3 separate regions of the Mus musculus genome follow, and all the other regions are linked to region 3. The links are chromatin contacts, called in public Hi-C maps. All regions are on one chromosome and are shown on one strand. Each heading gives the region's core, a stretch centred on a gene start, on an enhancer-like site or on the middle of the called end of the contact. The rest is flanking DNA. Distances are from core to core; before and after follow the strand shown.

What was found. A called contact is a pair of places that touch in the nucleus more often than the background predicts.
Region 1: a Hi-C map of liver shows a contact between it and region 3, with 4 times the contacts expected there. The contact joins the promoter of Vwa2 here to the enhancer-like site in region 3. A contact is called at or near these places in 3 of 39 promoter capture datasets (the HPC-7 cell line and liver), 2 of 484 Hi-C or Micro-C datasets (both in liver) and 1 of 115 datasets of contacts at active chromatin or transcription factors (pancreatic cancer cells).
Region 2: a Hi-C map of liver shows a contact between it and region 3, with 2.3 times the contacts expected there. The contact joins two enhancer-like sites. A contact is called at or near these places in 4 of 39 promoter capture datasets (embryonic stem cells, liver and second pharyngeal arch cranial neural crest) and 2 of 484 Hi-C or Micro-C datasets (liver and nephron progenitors).

What each region holds. Positions count from the first base shown.
Region 1 is chr19:56,873,007-56,875,706 of GRCm38.p6, forward strand. It overlaps Vwa2 (von Willebrand factor A domain containing 2), which reads left to right and starts at 1,410. Exons shown (of 14, transcript NM_172840.2): 1 at 1,410-1,572.
Region 2 is chr19:56,377,343-56,380,042 of GRCm38.p6, forward strand. It overlaps Nrap (nebulin-related anchoring protein), which reads right to left. Exons shown (of 42, transcript NM_008733.4): 9 at 2,474-2,575; 10 at 1,718-1,822; 11 at 713-829. Among named protein-coding and RNA genes, the nearest start is that of Nrap, 11 kb to the right of the region's middle. Within about 2 kb of position 1,254, at least 10 of the 459 cell types and tissues checked have an H3K27ac peak or open chromatin away from gene starts, as enhancers often do. A contact at or near this core is called in liver, where this site is marked.
Region 3 is chr19:56,626,801-56,629,500 of GRCm38.p6, forward strand. No RefSeq gene overlaps it. Among named protein-coding and RNA genes, the nearest start is that of Gm32441, 36 kb to the right of the region's middle. Within about 2 kb of position 1,426, at least 4 of the 459 cell types and tissues checked have an H3K27ac peak or open chromatin away from gene starts, as enhancers often do. A contact at or near this core is called in liver, where this site is marked.

The DNA of each region.
Region 1 (2,700 bases), core at 160-2,659, 250 kb after region 3:
CTCTCCAGTGAAGTTTGCAACATCAAAGCTGCCAGGTGCCAATTTCCCCGAAAGCTCTCAGACAGGACGAGTTGGAAACCATCCGAGAACTACAGAATGAAATGCAACAGAGAGATGTTAAATACAAAGAATGTGTAAAAATACAAAATGGAGTATTTACCTGGCAGGTTGGCATTTACAGGAATACTGGGGGAAAGCGCAAAAAATAGGGAACAGATGAGCTTCCTGGAAGACAGTTATGTTAAAAACAACAGACCTTGGTCAGGGAGATAGCCTAGCTGGCAAAGGCACTTACTTGCCCTCAAGATTGCCAATGTGATTTCAATCTTCAAAAACCATGTGGTGGAAGAAAAACAAAATGAACAAAAACCCAACAACAAAAAACAAAACTCCCCCCAGATCCTCCTATGTCTTCACATGTGATGATGCACCTGCACACACAAACACAAGTGTGAAAAATGGAATTCTTGTATATAACTTGTAGTCTAGGAAATTTACTAGTTTCCAAATGTAATTGGGCCGCCCCACCGAGATACCTGATTGGAGTGTTAAACTTAAGGCCTCAGCATTAAGCAGTAGCAAATGGTGTATATAGGTAGAGCAGAGTTACAACGGCCCAAACTGCAGATGTTCAACTCAGGTGTGGATGATCAAGCATCAATGGAAGAAACTAAGGTTTTGAAGGAGGAAATGAAAGCTTTTCCCCAGTGGTCTGCAGCTGAGTACCAGTGGCTTTTCTATTTGCTTTCTCTTGTTTTCTATTTTGTAAACTTTTCCAATGAGCACACAATATGTAGTTTTGATTAAGTATAAAAATGATTTGAGGGTTTATCTGCACGGAGCACCTGCCAGAAGGGACACCGTTGTTTGTTCTGTGACAAATACCTGGCACCCTCTAAGTTAAAAGGCGAATGCTGCCCAATAACCACTCACCTGCAAGAACTAACAGGCCGGTTGGCAAAAAGCAGAAGACAAATGGAAACGATGCCAAAGTCAACATTTCCTCAAGGGTGGAATCGATAAAACCTGCGGAGTAGCCAACACTCTCTGTGACCACAGCCGCACCGCTTGCAGCGGCCAGGTCGCTCGGAAGTGTTGATGATGCTGCGGTCCGTGGGTCGTGGGTCGCGGGTCGCCGGGCAGGGCGAGGGACGAGGCGGGCGCGGTTCCCTGGAGCAATAGTTGCGCCGCCCTCACGCCGAACGTCCGGATCCTCACAGGCTGCATCCGAGCGGCCCGTCCCGCCTCTGCTGGGAGAGACCAACAGGTGCCCCACGTGGCTGCGAGCCGCAGCGCCCCCCGAACGGAGCCCAGCCTACGCCGCGGGCAGAGCAGCTGTGCGCTCCGCGGGTGGGAGCCCACGCCTTCCAACAACTGGGGCGGGGCGGGGCGGAGGACTGGGCGCACCCTTGCCAGTGAGCGAGCGAGCGTGTGGAACCCCAGGCCTGAGCCCGCGCCCCTACCTGCCCAGCCAAGCCGAGTGCCGCCGGCTTTGTTCGCTTTGTCCTCGCGCACCTAAGCGGCCGGCCTGGAAGAACGCCATCCCGGAGAGCGCACGCGGCGTCGCACCAGGTAAGGGGTGCTGGCCTGGGAGGTGGGGGCCGGGGGACAGGCTGCGGATGGAGAAACGCGAGCGGCCTGGCGCCGTAGTGGGGACCCCTTCCCTGGCCACTGCAGAAGGGGCTGGAGTTTTGATAAAAAGCTTTGGGAACTTGCTCATCACTCCGTATTATGAGCACTCAGGTGCTACAGCATTTCAACCGGGTTTCCTAGACAGACAGCCTCGTCCTTTCAAATAAGTCACTTCCTGAAGAACTCGAGGGAAGTTCGCTGCTCTGAGAGCGAGACAGGGGTTCTGCTTTTCGCAGAACGCACGCCTGGGAGAGACATGCTTGCCTTCGGGCTCCCCGCAGCAAACATCACCTGGCTCGGCCCTGTTCTTTGCCCTTTTCCAGCTTGCCCAGGACCAGACGTCAGTGGCGGGCAGAGATAAAGTGGGAGGGGCTCAGCACATTGTGAATCCGTGATTTAAAAGTCTGAGCTCTAGACAGAGGCAAAGGAGCGGATGATGCTCTGCTGTGTTTGCTTACAGCGTTGCCTGCCGGCATCAGCCTGGACTTCTCAGTAAGGACCGCACTAGGGAAGGGAGGGGATGATTGTTAGTGGTATGGCATCCCACTATATGCTCCCTTGGTTAAATAAACGGAGAGCCCTCTGAATGCCTGTGGATTCAGTCCTAAAACTTCAAAGTCTCCTTTGCTCCGAAATGGTCTTATTGAGAAAGAAACGGAAAGCGTCTGGATGGTTAGCTCAAAGCTACCTTCCAGGGCATGGAATGTTCTAGACTTGATTCTGAGGCAAAGCCCAGGGATACAGAAGGACTCCTCCCTCTATCATCCCCAGTGTGCCTGAAAATCCATCAAGGAAGTATTTCTTGTCAAATCTGATTTGGGTCTACCCACCCAGAACTTAAAGACAAACCAATTCACCCCCACCTTCAGCAGACTATGGAACAAGCCAGCCAGAGGCCGGTGTTTCTGTGGTTGAATGGATGGGAAAACCCGAGGGCTAGCTTTATAGTTAATAGCCAAACTGAGCAGAGGTACAAAGACTTTGCATATACCTTCTGCCCCGCCCGCCCCAACCTGTTCTATTACCATCTCCCACTACATGGGATTTGTTAAAAGTGCTGAGCCTTCA
Region 2 (2,700 bases), core at 4-2,503, 250 kb before region 3:
CATCCTCTAGTGCTCTTTCTAACAACTATAAATCTGCTGAATGGGACTTTTGAATATTTAGTAAGAAAGCTATGAGCCAACAGGGAAAGAGTTCACTTATTTGGTTCTATATTTGGAGACTGGCAACATGAGGACCATTTGCGTAGTTTCATTTTATTTATTTGTTATAAGCCAGGATGTCATGTAGCATAGGCTGGCCTCTGACTCACTATATAGCCTAGAGTGGCCTTGAACTCCTGATCTTCCTGCCCTACCTGTCAAGTTATTTATGCATATATGTGTGTATGTATGTATGTATGTATGTATGTATGTGTGTCTGTCTGTCTGTCTGTATGTGTGTATGTATGTGTGTATGTGTATATATGTGTGTGTGTATGTGTGTATGTATATGGATGTGTGTGTATATGTGTGTATATGTGTGTATGTATATGGATGTGTGTGTATATATGTGTGTGTATGTACGTATGTATGTATGTGTGTTGGTATGTATGTGTATATATGTATGTGTGTGTATGTATGTATGTGTATATGTGTATATATGTGTGTATGTATGTGTGTATATGTGTGTGTTTATGTATGTGTGTGTATATGTAAATAGGTTATAGATAGGTGCCGCAACCAGCTGCATTATTTTTAAACAAAGCCGCTGCACTCACTGTCTGAGAGGAAAAGGGGGACAGTACAGAAGGATAGCTCTCCCCAGTATACTCACCTCACTCACAAGCTTGCTCACACTCTGAGCTCGCTTAAGAACCAAGTTGTCCTGGGCTGCAAGGGAGTGAAAATGCGCTGCACCTTTCATCTTATGGAAGTCCTGCCGGTATTTTATCTGAAAGAAACACACAAGGGGGAATCTGGAGTTGTGGTTGCCACGTTAAGATTAACTCAGTAGGGCTCTCTAAAGGAAGGAAAGTTCCTATGGGCTTTAAAAAAAAAAAAAAAAAAAAAAAGGTCTTATTAAATTTAGAAAGCACTTGATTCTTTTTGTGCTAAAACTTTTCCTGGCTCTGTCCACACACTTCCCGATACTGCCTAGAGGAAGAAGACAGGTTCTTCAGGCCACCATGGCTAAGAGAATAAACTCCAACCACAATTTGCCCTAAATTTCAACACCATCTCTACAGTGTCTCAGAGGAAGGAGTAACGCCTTGCATTTCCCATCTCAGGGCAAAGGTGACGCTGTTCCAGGTACCCAGGCACTCACTGAACAGTGGCAGAAAGAATGAATGCTAGGGACCAAGTCCAAGCTGGCATGTTAAGAACTGCGGTGAGCACCACACTCTACCAAGTTTAATTATAGCCCGTCTCTCAAGGACCGATTGCCAGCTGCCTAATATTCTTTAAATAAACTTATCACTCACTGGGTCACGCCCAATTTGATAATACACGACTTCTTCAGTGAGCTTTCCCTTCAATCTCACACTGGCATTTTGGCAAGGCTCCCCTCATCCCCGCTGACCTGCTTGCACCAGCATTTGTACATTTTGAAAATGGCCTAAGTGAGCAGTAGACTTTGTCCAACTGCATTTCCATGCAAACAGATAACACAATCAAAGTCTATAAATAGATCAATAAGAGAGTCTGCGTTTGGACCAGAGGCTGGCCTCGAAGTCTGCTTTTGCTTGGCTCTAGGAGATGTGTGTCTGTGCTTGGCGTTCAGCAAGTGTGGCTGTCAGCATCCCATAATCCACACCTCAGTGGCTCTGCCAGCACTTACGTCACTAACAAGTTCATTGGCCTTCTTGGCGTTCTGATACGCTGGGGTGATCATGGCCGGGAAGCTGCCCTTTCCTCTGGGTTCATCACACTCTTCTGAGTAAACCTGGTGAGCCAATCAGAAACTTTGATCAGTAATGTGTCCCTCCTGGCACGGGTGGGGTCAGCAGTGATAACCCCAGAGACTGATCTCAGAAAAGCTCATCCAGAGATGTACATGTGGTGAATAAGATACTAGAGCTTGGAGCCTGGACCACTATATCATACATATGTGTATACATACATACATACATACATACATACACTATATTATAATACATTATTTCATACATACATGCATACACTGTATCATACACACATACTCTATATCATACATACATATACTATATCACATACATATGCATACAAAGATGCATACACTATAAAATACATGCACGCACACATAGATGAATATACTATATCATACATACATGCATACATACATATATATATACATACTCTATATCATACATACCTACACCATACCACATATACATGCGAACAGATGGAAACGTCCTCTTATTGGCCAAACCACCACATTAGCATAGGTTAATTTTTTCTTTTTTAAGGACTTGGGTTCTTCACCTAAGCAGATGAGCTGAGCTCTGTATATTGCCTGCACCAAGTCCAAACTCTGATCACATGTCCAACACTGTCACAGCTGTAGGGAACAAAGAGCTGGCCTTGGAGAAGACCAGCTCTGGGAAGTGTCATGTACCTGGCCACATCGGTCTACAGAGTCCTTTGTCATCCCACCCTCGGCTCCGACAGGACTAGCCATTCCCTTCATTTCTCTATGATATTGTTGATGGTACCTCACCTGTTTGGAGTAACAAAAAAACTCAGTGAGTCCCAATATAAGAACCACAAAAGGTAAAAAACAAAAAACAAAAACCAATGCTTTGTGGCATCTTCAGTCTCTGCTTAGGTCTAAGGAGAATGCCA
Region 3 (2,700 bases), core at 176-2,675:
AGGAAAGGGATGTCTCCTATAGGGACTGCTGGAGAGAACCAGTTCCTCGGCGCATCACTGTCTTAGTCAGGGTTTCTATTCCTGCACAAACATCATGACCAAGAAGCAAGTGGGGGAGGAAAGGGTTTATTCAGCTTACACTTCCATACTGCTGTTCATCACCAAGGAAGTCAGGACTGGAACTCAAACAAGTCAGGAAGCAGGAACTGATGCAGAGGCCGCGGAGGGATGTTCTTTACTGGCTTGCTTCCCCTGGCTTGCTCAACCTGCTCTCTTATAAACCCAAGACTACCAGCCCAGAGATGGTCCCACCCACAAGGGGCCTTTCCCCCTTGATCACTAGTCGAGAAAATGCCTTACAGTTGGATCTCATGGAGGCATTTCCTCAACTGAAGCTCCTTTCTCTGTGATAACTCCAGCTGTGTCAAGTTGACACAAAACCAGCCAGTACAATCACCCAAGGATGGTTAAGTTCCATGGCTACGTAGCCATTCTGTGCACCACAAATCCAGACCACTGTTCTATAGACCATACTGACAGCTTTCTTTCTTTCATTAGGAACACTCACACAAATAAACACTCACACAAATGCTTTAGATGCTAAAACGTCCCCCTTTGTCATCCCCAAATACACATGTCATTCTGGAGCTGGGCATTAGAAAGGTTGCCATTGTCACGGCTGAGCACAAGAAACCACCTCCTTTTTCATTTTGTCCCCTATTTGTAAAGGAGAGCCACAGGTGTTTGAGATAGGGCCAGACCCTGTCATCAGCCTGGCTTCCTGTGAGCACCCAGTGGTCAAAGCTGCCTTGTTTCTCTCCAGTGTTTATAAAGTGAGACTCATCTGGTTGCAGGGAGTTGACCCGTGCTAGTAGGATTTGGAACTCAGAGCATTCCTTAATAAGGCTTTGATGGTCTTGAGAGATTGTAATTAAAATTCTAGTTGTCTCCCTTGGGGCTTTCAGCCCTATTTGAACTGTGTCTATGCAGCTAGAAACAGGAACACAAAAAACTTAATATGGTTTTACTGTAGGCTCCAGATAGAGGTGAACCACACTTTGTCAATGGTACCAAAGTCCATACCATCTGCCAGCCTGGAGACCCCAAGTGGCTGCCAAAGGCCACCAGCCTTCTGTTGACTTAGGCTCTGGAAGAGACCAATTTGGATTTTGCAAGTGCACTTCAGGCCACCCCCTGAGCCTGAAAACATTAATCAGAATGGATTTGAAGTCCAAATTAACATCAGATGACTTTAGCAATATCACTTTACGTCATAAGATCACTCATTCGTAGATCTGGAAAAGACTTAGTCCAACTACAAAGATCCAGTCCTTCTACAAATGCGGAAACCAGGCAGGCCATGAGCCCATGAGGGTCATGGAAGGACACACTGCTGGTTGGTAACAGACACAGGGACGGAACTCAGTCCCATCCTCTCCACTACAGCCTGCCAGAGTTTCCAGAGTTCTCAAACATGGACAGACCGTGCTGGCGGCCCACCAGCTTCAATCAATATTTGCTATCACAAAATTCCAGCAAAACCTAGAGACCATGGGATCAGTCTTCGTGTGATTTCACCTGTGTGACTGGAAAAGGATGCATTTCTCTACACGAGGGAGGCGGTCTGTTGACTCAGGCCAGCTGCGTGGAAGCCTGTTTTGTACTCTCCTAGACTTCCACTCCATAAACATCCCTCCAGTTTCTTCCATTTCGTCACCCGGAGAAAGGAGCCACAGGACAAACACTGCTGGTCCCCTGAGGCACACTGACTTGGGGTACCAGACTTAGACTAAGGGCTCTTTGGCATTTAGTTCTGGGGGCTTCAGTTAACGCAACCATTGAGCCCAGAGCTAGTAAAGCTGACTTTTATCTGGCGAGTGGCTGTCTACCTCCTCCAGAGAGAGGTACGCTCCTATCATGGCCTGCAGAGGCTGGGAGGGATTTAAGGGGCTCCTGTGCTGGGTTCCTACTGGAGGTAGTACGGACCATGGACCTCTTTGCGATTTGCCCGTTTTGAGGGGTGGCCACCACGGTATTTGCTGAAGGCTGTCCTGGGTTCTGCCTCTTATTCTTACTCATTCCCCTCTCCATCTTTGTCTAGAACAGATTTCCTGATGCCCCAGCCTGTCCTGTCCCTCCTTTTATGACTTATGAGTCTTTGGCTAGGCATCCCCATACCCCTGTACCAGCTTGGGCCAGAGTGAAGGGACACATGGTTCTAATTTTGAATGGCTGTGTGTATGCAGATCCCCCAGCTAATGTCCCAGTGGGATAGGGGGGACACTAGACAGAACACCTCTATCTATAGCTCCCCTCATAGTCTCAGCTAGATCTCCTGTGCTCCCAGACTTCCCCTTCAGCCTGGCTCTGGAACAAGGCTACCCTGTCTTGCCCAAATACAGAGGCTTAGCTAGATTTAAGCTTTGTGGCTGCTACACGCTCACAAACACAGCAACACGTGCATGGTTGTCCAGGCTGTTGGTGTGAGAGACACATGGGACAGACTAACAAACTTCATCCTTATGAAAAAAAAAAAAGAGGCTGCTGGGACTCAAAAGTAAATGTGATCATCTACTTATATATTTAAAGCAACTTTGAATGGGAATTGAAATGTACCGACTCATTCCAGAAAGATAAAATTTTGAAAATCTTTACACGTTGATGGGTCATCCTGACACCACTTATAATGCCACCAAAATT